Linked DNA regions of Zea mays: region 2 is linked to region 1. The links are chromatin contacts, called in public Hi-C maps. All regions are on one chromosome and are shown on one strand. The core of a region is the stretch at or near the end of the contact, and the rest is flanking DNA. Distances in the headings are between cores, read along the strand shown. Region 1 has its middle 300 kb from the start of LOC103638558. Region 2 holds the start of LOC100275953.

Evidence for each region. A called contact is a pair of places that touch in the nucleus more often than the background predicts.
Region 2: a Hi-C map of leaf shows a contact between it and region 1, with 5 times the contacts expected there. The contact joins the promoter of LOC100275953 here to the enhancer-like site in region 1. A contact is called at or near these places in 6 of 25 Hi-C or Micro-C datasets (ear, leaf and tassel).

What each region holds. Positions count from the first base shown.
Region 1 is chr9:62,058,793-62,065,337 of Zm-B73-REFERENCE-NAM-5.0, forward strand. No RefSeq gene overlaps it. Among protein-coding and RNA genes, the nearest start is that of LOC103638558, 300 kb to the left of the region's middle. Within about 2 kb of position 3,094, at least 4 of the 20 cell types and tissues checked have an H3K27ac peak or open chromatin away from gene starts, as enhancers often do. A contact at or near this core is called in leaf, where this site is marked.
Region 2 is chr9:62,449,170-62,455,714 of Zm-B73-REFERENCE-NAM-5.0, forward strand. It overlaps LOC100275953, which reads right to left and starts at 3,839. Exons shown (of 1, transcript NM_001149872.2): 1 at 3,210-3,839. The coding sequence starts at 3,761. The coding sequence ends at 3,477.

The DNA.
Region 1 (6,545 bases), core at 1,844-4,343:
TGACGCGTGGCTATACAGAAACACTTGCTCGGTTCACTGAAGCGCAGTACATATATCTTACCGCGTGAGTGAGCCTCCGCGCTTCGCGGTCGTTTTCTTGACTCCGCGGACTGATGTGTCACGCGTGTCCCTGCCAGCGCCCACGCTACGCGCTCCGTTTCGTGCCTTTGCCGACAGACGCGTGCCCCCACGGCCCCACCCCTCAAACAACGCTTTTTCATATCGCGTCCTGCTCCACAGACAGGTCGGCCTCGCCATCGCCCATTGGTCCATCTTCCACATAGCTGCTTCACCTCGCTGGCTCGCTCCACGCATCCGCGAGTCTTTCCATGGACGCCACTTCCCACTGTCGTATGGGGCGAACACTTGAGATCTGTTTTTTCGGTCTGGTGGAACGTGGAATTGCGGCAGACCTGGGCGGCGGATGGGGCGATAGCCCATAGGGTCGGGCCGTGTCAGGCACTTGGGCGGGTAAAGCGTGAACGCTTGGAGTGGACGACGCAACACGCCGAGGCGGTGGCTGCGGCTGCGACGGCGCGCCGGTATTTCGATTGTGATTCCCTCCTGTCTCCTGAAGCAAGCGCAGCAATGTCAGCTCTTCCCGCTTTTCCCCTCACTCGCCGCCCATCCGATGCCAGACGCCACGGTCGCCTCGTCCTTTCCCTCGTCATCTTCGTTGTTGTCTCCGCCGCCGCAACTCTCGCCTACCTATCTTTCCCCTCTGCTGGGCGGACATCGCCCCCGGCGGTCCGGACGGAGGCCGACTGCTGCAGGGGTATGGAGGGCCTCGAGCTCTAGGGCCCGACGGTCAAGTGGGGCTCAGACCACCGCCTGCCCTCCGCCGCCGCCTGCTGCGCCGCTTCAAGGCCATGTGCCCTAACCCCAAGGACGAGGTCTGCCGCTGTGACTCGTGGGTCTTCTGCGGTGACGAGCGCAAATGCAAGGACAGGCTCGGGGAGGTCAGTCCAGTCCGTTTCAATCCCCTTTCATCTTCCTCTACCAGCAGAAGCCAACTATTTGCATTTCCATACATTTATTCCTCTTCTGCGGTGGCGGCTGCATCAACGTTCCTGCTAAACCTCGGTACCTCTACTGAATTCCTGCATCTTTAGAGATTATATAACTATCTGTGATCTCTGCTTTCATAAATTGGGTGTGTACTTATTAGATAGGCTCTACAGCAGAAAATCAAAATCCAAAAAACAAGATAGCCAAAAGAGGGACAACAGTATGCAAGGAAAATCTTTGTAAATCTTCATTTATGAAATGAACGGACTGTTTGGAAACCTGAAGAAATAAAGAAACAAATAATCACAAAATATAGTTGACTGATATAAACGGGTTATTTGGCTTACGCTATGTCTCTCAATAATTATATTGATAGAGACATTATCTAGATTGACAATATATTAACAGACAAAAAATGAAAAGAAATAGATCACCTCATCATGCAACTACTTAAAAAAATTAGAGAACTTATCATAGTGTAGATGTTCATTCCCATCCTTGCTAAAGAGGTACTCAACAAGTCCATTTTCCACCGGCTGACCAACCTTACGTCGAAGGCACTATGAAATGCATCACATTTTTAACTGCAAAGGAACACTTCTTGCTGGGAATTATTCGAGCTTGTTTCTCTACAAGTAAATTTCAGGTGACTGTTTTTTTAACTATCTTCCCAGCCCAGTGGCATTAACTTGCAATGTGCCAAAAACTGATCTTAATATATGCAATGGATTATATGGGAAAAACAGACCCTGGATTTTTCAATTAGGATGTGTTATTTGTTTGGTAAACTAGAGCAGATATATACCCCAATATAGTTGCATTTCATTTACCGAAAGTACATCTGAATGCTGGATCATAGCAAATGCAGTTGCATTTATTTTTCTTTTTTCTTCACCAGTCGCAATGTGGCAATCTCTATATCGTTCAGTAAGGGTAAATTGGAACATATATATACCCAATATACAATTGCACTGCTATGTTTAAATGAAGAAATTCTTGATCATAACAAATTTGGTTGCATGTTTTTTATTTTTTTCCTCATCAATTCACAATATGGTTCAAAAAACATTAGAGAATAGGTAACTATTGCATGATCCCTTTTGTATAGACCCAAAACTGACTTGTTCCATTCCAGGAAGTCCAAGGCTATTAGGCTGAAACCAATCGTAAGTGGAGCTGTCGTCCAGGAACTTGAAATCATGGACATTGCACCGTTGGGCATTCAAGTTAATATAAGCATCTGAAAACCGTTTGGAGAATTTTCTTTGTTTATTCCCTCTTGCACTAATATACCTTGGAGCGATTTGATAGGGGGGCCTAAGTTGTTTTTTGTTCAGTCTGAGAAGGGTTTAATGGGCCACAGAAAGTTTGGGCTGGAAACAAACACATAATGCCAGATGAAACAACTTTTGATCTGGACTCGCATCAAATAGCTGAGACACCCTCCTTCCATGCCTGCTTCCATGCCTGCGTAGATGAAGCTTCCACATGAGCAAACATCTACCCAAGTGAACATTTATAATTTCATGTTTTCATTTGCTGGTAACTTTTGCTTAGGATTTAAGTGGTTTTTTCTTAGGTATTTCTGTCTGCAAAAGTGCCCATTGCACTGTTGAACATTCTAGATTGGAAGTGTCACCCATTTGTATGAGTGCAGACATGAGGTGCCTAGGCCGTTTCTTTATATGTGTGTGATGGCATGCTATGACGGACTTTATGCTACTTGTTTATGTATTAGCGTACTAAACTTGATATGGTGACCTTGATGTAAACCATTTTATGCTATCGGATAAACCATTTGGTAGCAATGAATGAAGTCACATCGAAACTATGGAGAAACAATAATTCTATGAGCCGAGATACCATATCATCATTTCTTATGTGTTTTTAGCATTTATATTATATGACACTTTCATGACAAAGATATATAATGCTGCCCATATTTACCATCAATTGTAGTTCTATTATTTTGTACACACGAATGGTAGAGCGCCTGATAAGGCGCTTTTTTTCTAGTCCTCCTTATCTCCTACGCGCGCAGGGGCCTTATCTGTCGCTGGTGATTTATCTCCCAGTGGTCGTGCTCATCTCCAGCCCTGTTCGTCCGTACGCAGGTTCCATGGAGCATCGACGCCTCTCTGGTCTCCAGCGCGCGCGCCCCTGCGTCCCTGCTCCCTTCTCCTCCTCAAGCAGCGACCGAGCTCCTCCTCGAGTTTGCCGATGACTCCCTCATCCCCTTCCCCGACGCTGCCCTCTCCCTCTCGGTTTCCTCCTCGCCAGCGCTCCCTCACTGCTCACCGGCCACCAGGAAGGTCCGAGCTCGCCCATGCCGAGCTCCCTCGGCGTTCCTCCCATGGCGTCCCGAAGCCCCAGCTCGGCTAGGTGGGACCTCGCCTTGGCTCCTTGCTGCGCTCGCCCAGCCCGACCCCAAGCTGCAGCTCGCCTCCATGGCCGCCGGTGTTTTCCTGTCATCACGTACTCGGCCGCCAGCGCTCGTCCGAGGCTGTCGCAACGTACTGGTCTGGTGCCTTGTCCTTCAGCATGCCGGCGCCCTCGAGTCCTCAGCCTGGCGCGCTGCTCGCTTTTCATGTCCCTGTGCACGAGCTGCTCCAGTTTGCCGGCCTACCCCACCGTGAGTCTCTCCCGGCCCGGCATCAACTTCAGCTGTGCCCAGGCTGCAGTTTCTGGCACGCTCGCCTCTACATCCTAGCCACCACGGCGTCTTCTAGCTCGAACCGCGCCACCGATTCACCGTACCTCTGTCTTCAAGGTTCGGCTCACGTATGCACGTCGAAACGCGTTCGTCGCTAGGCCTTGTATCGTTAGGCTTATCGACCATGGTCGCTGCCGCGCATGCTTATCCCTGATGCATATCGCGCAGTACTTGGATCTCACCGATTGACTCCCGCCATCCCTCGTGCTTTGTGCCGGTGTTCCCTCCCAGTAGACCATGTGTCCTCACCTCTAATCGCACACCATGCACTGCCCCTGGTCTGGCTGTTCTTGCAACTGCGATGAGGACGTTCCCCGTTCACTTCGCCGTAGCGCCCGTACCTCCTCTTCCGTGCCGTCAACACTAGAGTCTCGCAATCCCTCCTTCGATCTGGCTGATCATCGATGCATTGCACATGTGTGGCAAGGTGAAGCTAGGTGAAGTAGCATGATGTTCACCAAGTGCTTGACGAAAAGCCCGAACAAAAAATCGTCGTCGCTCTGACAAATATTAAAGTGGTTGATGATATGGTGAGCTCTTTCCCTACCCTAGCTAGTTAATTTGATTGATAGATTGATTAGAATTACGGCCAATGATTATCATGTTTGTATCGCAGGCGTGTTGTGGTTATATTATGTTTGATGAAATATCTTAGTGTGTGTAGTGTTGTAGTTACCTTCGCGATTAGAAAATAAACGTGATTAGGTGAGGCGTTTTATTTAGCTTCCGGTAATGTATTAATAAGTGCTAAGGCTTTGTTTTATATTTAACTGAACCGGGGGCATCACCGTTCTGGCGATTCCAGGTAAATTGGTTCTTGGTAGGCTAAATTATTATCTATGTTAGTTGGGTCGATGAATGGTTAGGCTAGATTTCTTAGTTGCGTACATAATCTTCAAATAGACGTATGTTGTGTGCTTGGTCAAATTAATAATATGAAGGTTAAATCTAGAGTTTCTAGCGTTAAGATGATAGATGTTGCCAATATTACATATAATGAATTTTTGTTTGTTTGTATGGTGTCGATGCCCTACTTAAGTAGATATGATCAGGTAGCTCAACCAGTTGGTAACCCATTTATCGTAATACTTGCAACCTAGAGTTAGCTTTACCTATATTCTTGTATTTTGTAGTTGAAAATGAAGTGTGTGTTGTAATGCCTCATTTCATATGTTCGGTTTATTTTTTTTGTTTGACGCTTGTGAAGAACCTTGCTAGGTTAAGAGGTTAATTAACTTGATATCACCCTTAATCTGATTATTTCGTGTCCAAAGTTAGTGAGTCCAAATATTGTACTAGTTAACCTAGCAAAGTAATTAAGAAGGTTAGTTAACTGACTCCTATACTTATTCCAAGTTAGAGTGTCCAAGGGTAGCAAGTCTAAGTGTTGTGATCTATCGCTGTTATGCTCTATATTAAGATCTACGGGTAATTAAATAATTTCTAAAATTTTAGAGGTATAGATTTAAGTCCTTTTAAATACTATATAATTCCTTGTTTGGACTAAAAATCCTAAGACTATTTTTCTTAAATACTATAGAAATTCAGGAGTCCAATAAAATCAGCCTCATATTTTTAGCATTTTTCTAGAGTTTCTTATGGATTTCTAAAGCTTCTTAGAAAAAGAAAAAGAAAAACTACTAACAATGTTGGGCCAAAACTGGCCCAACCAGCCTAGGTCTATGCGGAATTTGGGGCGCGCCCGCGGCCGCACAATAGGTTTTTCACAAAGGTCCTCGCCAGAGCAAATATTAGAAATGAAGTCTTCAACCAAATTCCGTCAGTCACTGACACTTTATTTCCAGCCCCTTCTAAGCTTCTTTTCTTTCAAAATTGAGTCCCTGACGCAGTCCGGCGGCGTGGTCGAGTTCTCCCCGCGACCCTACGGTGGAGGAAAACCCGAGCAGTCATTAGATAGCAGCTAGATCAAATCTTAACCTAATCCGAGCAGATATGAGCATGGATTTGGCTCACAAACTCACAGAGCGACTTGACCGCGCCCACGACGGGATCCTAGTTCCGCGGTGCTTGCCCGACTGATTTCGGTACCAGATGAATCAAATTAAGGGCACGGGGAGCACGAGCGAGGCATGGGCAACGCGATGCTCACAAGAATTGTCCTCGGACCAACTGAGTTTTGGGTGGGTCGACACCACGGCAGTTCACGCGGCGTCAAACTCATGTTCCGACCAAACTAGGACCACAAATATCAATCGGGCTTCTAGGTGAGCTTCACCAATCTATAGAGATGCTAGAACACAAATTCTTAAGGGTGAAGCCATACTGTAACCGCCTGGCCACGTGAGGTTGATGTGTTGGCGAGGTGGTCACCAGACACGCTCGGTAGCTTAATCAGTGGAACTGGACACGTCCAAGGTATGGTTTGGGGAAGGGAGAGCAATACTGCTAACTGAAGCTACTCACTATGGTTGATGGTCGAAGCAAGGATCACTGGTTTGCTCCTGCTTTCGTTCGCCCCCGGTTGCTCTTTAAATAGACAGCGAAAAGATCAAGGGGGCTGGATTCTTGAATTTGCAGCAGGGATAACTATGAGCATGGGGTGTAGTCGTGGCTCATCCAAGAAGATCCACGCTGGTTCATAGAGCAGAGTCATGCAGGGTGAAGTTTATCCCTGGCAAAGGGAGGAGGTAAGGATAGGATGGCACTGTAGTAGATATTTCTACTGGTGATATTTCAGTGATGTGCGTAATTCTAAATATTTCTGCACCTTCTTATCTCAACCATCTCACCCTTTCACATAGGACACGGCAAGGGAGGAAAAGATCGAATATAGATATTTCTGTATTTTTGGATCTATAGTTCT
Region 2 (6,545 bases), core at 2,589-5,088, 390 kb after region 1:
GAATCATAAATAAGACTAGAGTACTTTATTACAACTCAAATGACATAATTGTCTTAACATTATTCCATCATAGCACAAAAGTTCTCATGAGTAATCTCCCACAGGAAGATGACCGACGCATCGCTAGATCTAGAATTCGGCGACGTCTTCTTCAAAGCCTTCTTCACATCCTTCTAATCAAAATATTTGCAAGGGTGAGTACACATACAGTGGGTACTCAGCAAGAGGGGGAATGATCAAAGCTTAGCAAGGATAGGTTGATAGTTTATGTGGTTAGCATTTTAGTTGGTGAAACTTTTATTAGCAACACCTATTTACTAAGTGTGAGCATTTCCCAAAAACCTAACTAATAAATATCAATAATCATTATCTCGAAGCCACTTAAGAAAACACTTAAGTGAACCACTTGAATCCAAAAGAAATCATGATTTAATCTCCATATTTAAGTTCAATTATCATGTGAGGGTCTAGGCCGCTCATAATCGCGAGCACGGCTGATATATCAGTTTATACACTCTGCAGAGGTGGTACAACTTTACCCCACAAGCTGTGTATCCCTTCTAGCCTGGGTTTGTGTGTCCCGTATTCACTTTCGAGGTGAATGGCTAGGGATACACTATGAAGCTTTCACAAAATATACTTAGTATGAAGCAACCTTCAAGGATTCCAAGCCGGTGTGGAGGCCCTCTGGTCGAGGTAGCTTAACCAAGACTACGTCCCCATGTTAACGTGAGCTACCGCCATCGACCACTCCCCCATTTGCCCATATTTTTGGTAAGGTTACTAAGCACTAAGCACATTAAGTTAGTTGTCAAAGCTAGAGCCATGATGGCACTCGTGGTTGCACTGTTTTTCCTGGGTGGTCCTCCATGTTCTAGTTTTAGCCCAGATGATATTGTTAATTATCCAATTAACCAAAATGATAGCACAAACTTAATCCTTGGAACATTAATAACATAAAAGGAGTGACATCATTAAGCCGAGGTAAAGCTTTGGCAACTAATAAGCAAAGCATAAAGCCCGAGTTTAATCAATGTTTAGGTTGGTAAAGACTAGTAATTGCTAACTAGGTAAGCCCATCAAATTATGCATATCATAAAATGTAAACTTAGTTATCCTGATGATTAGGATCAAAATATAAATACAGGGGAAGATGTCCACTTGCCTTCCTCGCAGAAATCTTGAGATTCCTCTTCGAATTGAACCTGATTTTCTACCACGAGAGTGTCTTCTAATAGCACACATGCAAAAAAAATTTAGAATTAACTCACGTTTTGGAGGTTATAAAACTTCTATAAAACTGTCCTAGAGTAATTAATCAATACTTTAGAAAGTAAATAAAACAAGAACCAATTTCTTTGAGGATAAAATAGTCATTATATGAAGAAATAAAGCTGCAAGGACCTAACTAGGGCTTCTTTGAGGATAAAATAGTCATTATAGAAAAACCAGGGACCTCTCGGTGAGGATCTTAACAGGTGGAAGGACCTATTCGCGAAAACGGAAAAATCCGAGGTTATTTTAAAAGAAACCTTCGGCAGCTCGGGTGAAGGGGTATTGGCGATCTCGGACCGTCCGATCAGGATCCGAGGGCTAAGATGAAAAGAACTTGTCCGACTCGGCTAAATCTTAATCACGCAATCTAAATCCGACGGACTCGATCACGCGGCTTGGCTTGCGCATGGCTTCGTGAGCCGCGAGCCGCACGGACAGGAAAGAGAGGCGGGCTTCGTCTACCTCGGATGCGTGGGCGACGGCGGTTGAGAACTCCGACAAGGTCGGGGGCGTGGTATGGCGGCGTAGTGGCGAATCCAAGTGAAGAACAAGGATGCGTGGGTGATGGGGATCCTCGAGCTGCGTTCACTGGTCGTTGGGGATGACGGGAGCACTCGGGCCACGGGAATGACGGTCTGCTGAACTCCAATGAGGTCGGGGCGTCGTCTCGAGGCGGAATCGAGGCATAGGGAGCTTGGGTAGGCAATGGCGGGCTCCGAAGACTTCGGTGGCGGACTCAGCGTGGTCGGAGAGGCACCGGAGGCGCCTGACCACGAGAGGCGGTGATGCAGTTGCAATGGCGGCTGTGGACATAGGGCTGGGGAGCACGTGAGGGAGTGTGCGGGCGTGCGATAGATAGCAAAGGCTCGAGTGGTATTTATAGAAGAGAAAGGGGGAAGGATCGAGCTCCAAATCACTGCGCATCCGGTAAATTGATGCTCCGGACGACCTTCCATCCATAGCGCTCGAAAGAGGAAAGAAATGCGCCTCGGAAGTCGGAAGGGAAGGGGAAGAGCATCGGATCATAGAGGAAAGGGAAGGGCAGATCTCCGCCTGCCCCAATTAGCAACGAATCGATGGGAGCGGCCGTGGCGAGGGCGCCACGGTGCGGTGTCGAGCGAGGTAAGCGTGGGCAACCGGGGAAGAAGCACAGGGCGACTGATGGGTGGGGCTCGGTTGTCAGAGAAAGGGGAAAAGGAAAAAAAGAGCGGGCACAATCTGACGGGCTGCTTGGGCCGAAATCGGCCACGGGCCAGCTAGGGAGGGGGAATTTTCTTTTTCTTTCCTTTTTCTAAATCCTTATCTTTTCTCTCTTATTTTCTTTGTAGAGATAAACACGTAGTTTGAAATTTCAGAAAAATTTATAATAATTTTGGAAATAATACTTACATAAATAAAATATCAACTTAAAAATTAATAATTGAGTCATTTCTAAGAAAAGAAAAATGAGATCCTCATAACAATAGAATATGAAAACAAATCCTTCCAAACCTTAACAAACAAAAGTCATGCTCTAAGAATGAATACACTAGCAAAAGGGTTAAACTTTTATGCATGAGAATATTTGTCTCACTTTCTAAAGACTTTGTTTGAAAACAAATAGTTTTAGAGAATAGATTTGAGGTGCTACGGTTACTAGACTAGATAAGGCGGGCATGCACTAGGTGCTTGCATGGATTTGCGTCACAACTCACAACACTTGTTATGCTGCTAGAGACTTCAGCGCGGGTTTGCAGGCTATCTTCGTGAGCGCGAGTCTGTGGGTGCTGCCGGACGAGAGGATCTGCAAACCATGGCCGGTTTTAACTAGCCCAGGTTATCCGCCTGAATTCTTTCCGGAACCCCGATACGTTTGTGAAGCATGCATATCAGCGTTTTGGAGATGGAACAGTAGTGACTTGTGACAAGTAACAGAGGGACAGAACACAACAGATGGCAGAACAGAACACCTCATCTCTGATAAAATAAACAACATTTCTTTTATTTCATAGACATACTACACTATACAGCGCGCGATCCAGCTATATACTAGAATGCAGCATGTCCGGCCGCTACAACTACAAGCAGAACGATGGTAACATGTATACGATCGATGGAGATGATCAATTAGGTCTCGCTATAACTGATGCAGCTGATCCTCTAAATATGACGAGATCACGGCCGGCACGCAGCTAGCTAGCGCTGAGCTTTGTTTGGTTGGATCAGTACTGGTCGGGCCAGAGGAAGGCGCCCATGGCGAAGCGGCGCTTGCTGTCGACGTCGCCGTCGGCGGGAAGGCCGTACTCGCGGAGCAGGCAGTCGACGCGCCACTCCGGCATGCTCTCGTAGTCCGCCTTCTTGTAGCGCGGGTAGTGCAGCGGCATCCGGAAGCCGCAGCCCCCACCGAAGAAGACACCGCTGTCCTTCTTCCTCTCCATCTCCGCCGGCTGCTGGCCGCCTGGCCTGGCCATGATGCTCAAGCTCACTGTGGGGCCCAGGGATCCCATGAGCTCAGGGGCAAGGTGTTGCTAGGGAAGCTGCTGCTGTTGCTTGGCTTTGAGTGATGCTGTTGAGTGGCCTGGTCTGGCCTCGCCTCGCCTCGGGTGCTTTTTATAGGAGAGTCGTGTTCGTGTAGTGTGTGAGAGGCGGCGGTTTTAGCTTTCATCGCCGACAGAGGAGGATGTTGGTACGACGGTTGGGTATTTTCTCACGGAAGGGACGGTCGTACTATCTGGGTTAGTGAAAGTTTACAGATCCAGTATTCTTCAGGGAAATGAAAAAAAGGAAATAAAATCTGTGGGTGCCTCTAAATTCATGTGAAAAAGGAAAAGGAATTAAAAAAAATCAAACAGAGTATTCTGGGGATGTGGTTAGCTAGGATGATGCTGCGGGTGCATGAGTTCGGCGTGCATTCCATAATGGCTTGCGTTGCAAGCGTTTCTGTTCCACAAAGGATGTGACGTGCTGTGGTAGCGCGAGGTATCTGGGGGCAAGCCGCTGCTACTGCTGTGGTCTGGTCTGTGGGCGACGCCAAACCAGGGGCGTCCGTCCAAACGGCGAACCTCCTTTCGGCAAACCCGTTTCGTTGCTATGTATCTCCTCATTTCGATTTTGTTGTCTAGCCGAAATGGTCATATCTCTACAATCCAAATCAATTTTAAAAGGATACACATCATCATATCTTCAAGGGAGAAGCTTTTACATTGGCACATCGAAAACGATCCTTTTCACGTCATAGTACCGTACGTTCACAAAAGGGTAACAGTGTACGTACATGCCCAAGAGGGGAACCACAGTCTGAAGTCTGAACAGAGCAGCTTATTACCAGAATCAGTTCAACTTACCGATCAGTCCCGTTTCCTTCGTACAACATATCAGTTGCTGTCTCCATCTGATGTTCTAGAATTATATACTCGTATAATTTATATTGTAGCAAATTTAGAAGTGCCAACCCTTCACGGATATTTGGCGCCGTTTCAAGCTTCACTCCAGCATGAGTTTTTTTTTCTACTATGACTGTTAACGAAAAGAAGAAATATCTCCACAGGCACACTCTAGAATCTAAAACTCTGTCGGAAAAGCAAAGACCACCCACACGGTATTAATGGTTGGGTCGACACGTAAGGATGAACACGACCAACTGATGGCTAATAAGTGTAACATCCTGAATTTTAGGTATATTTTATCTCTATACTCAAAATTCAGGTGTTACTCTTTCCTTTCTTCATTTTTCTTTTTCCTTTACTAAAACAATGAAGATTTATTTTGTTATACAGTAAAGTGAGCCCTAGTGGTTCTTTGTTTGTTGCATTCATACTGTTGCAAAGTGTTTCTAAGTGTAAAAAGTGTTTGAAACATGTTAATATGCCTTGTAGAAGTTTCCGGTAAATTTTCATATTTTTCTGAATATTTTTCTATTTTCCGAGAACCAAAATCTATTTATTTGAGGTACTTAAAACATTTTCAAAAGTTCTAAATATTTTTTGAGTTCATTGGGTTCCAAATCATGTCTAGAATTTTTTCTAGAATTTTTGGAGCCTCAGAGATATTTTTCGGACATTAAAAACGATTTCATCCTTTTTTGGAATTATTTTAATTTTAAAAATGGGATTATTATGAAAAATAAAATATCTTCAAACCCCTAGCAATATATATGGTCGGAACCCTCTCGTTGATCCCTTTCCAAATCTCAAAATCGTTTCCCTAGTTTCGATTCGTAATTCCCAGAATTGCTCGCCGAAGTTCGAGATGGTTCCAACTCCAGCGAGCAATTACTTTCAAACCGTGCATAGTTGGTGAAATCCGAGAGTATCGCGACGTTCGTCTCATTGAGAGTTTCGTCTCGGTGCTTTCGATTCATCGATCCGACCTTTGGTTCGTCGTCAATCGATGGATTTCTCCTTGACTTCGACGAGGGTCATCTTCTCCGGTAAGCTTTCCCATTGTTGTCCCATGAAGGTTTTTCATTTTCCCTATGTGCGCAGCCCCATCTCTTCTCCCCCCTAGCGCCCCCTTCCCCCCTGTTCCCACACCCGCGGTGGCGCAGCGGCAGCTGGCCGACCGGCTCGACGACACCCCCTGCGGCCGTGGCCGACGACCCCCCTCCCCCGCGTGATCAGCCCTCCCCATCCCCCTTGCCATGGTGAGAGGAAGTAGATGGTAATTTTGCGAAATAGCCCCTGGAATGTTTGAAAACAGTGTGTAGAAAAGTAGTCTAATTTTAAAAATGTGATATCTTTTGCGTTTTAAATCTGATTCGCTCCGTTCAAGTCGTGTTGGATTCGCATTAATGTTGTCTACATGTAGAAGTATTATTCTATGTTGTTACATATTTTAATTAATTATTTAAATGTTTGTTTGACTAACGATTATTAAATTAGCATTCCAATTAAATCTAATTTAAGGTTTTCAACTTGCGCTTTTATAAATATAAATACCAACAAGGTTAATATTAGCTGAAATATTCTGTCTGTGGTTGGACTAACGGTCCTAACCAACTAGTGAAATGATGTTGCGTACCCAGAATCTAGATGGTGTGCGAGTTGACACAAGCGATATATCCTGGTTCGGACAATGCAAAGCCCTACTTCCAGCAGAGGGGGATGAAGCTTATATTACTCGCACCGAGGTGCCTGTAGTAGGGATTACAAGCACGACGGGAGAGGGGAAGTCCCCAAGTCCCTAGAACTGATTGAGGCAAGTGCCAATACCGAAAGACTGGAGGAAAACTACCATGTGTGCGCCTTGCCCCTTTGAGGAGTTACGACTGCCCTATTTATACACCTAGGAGA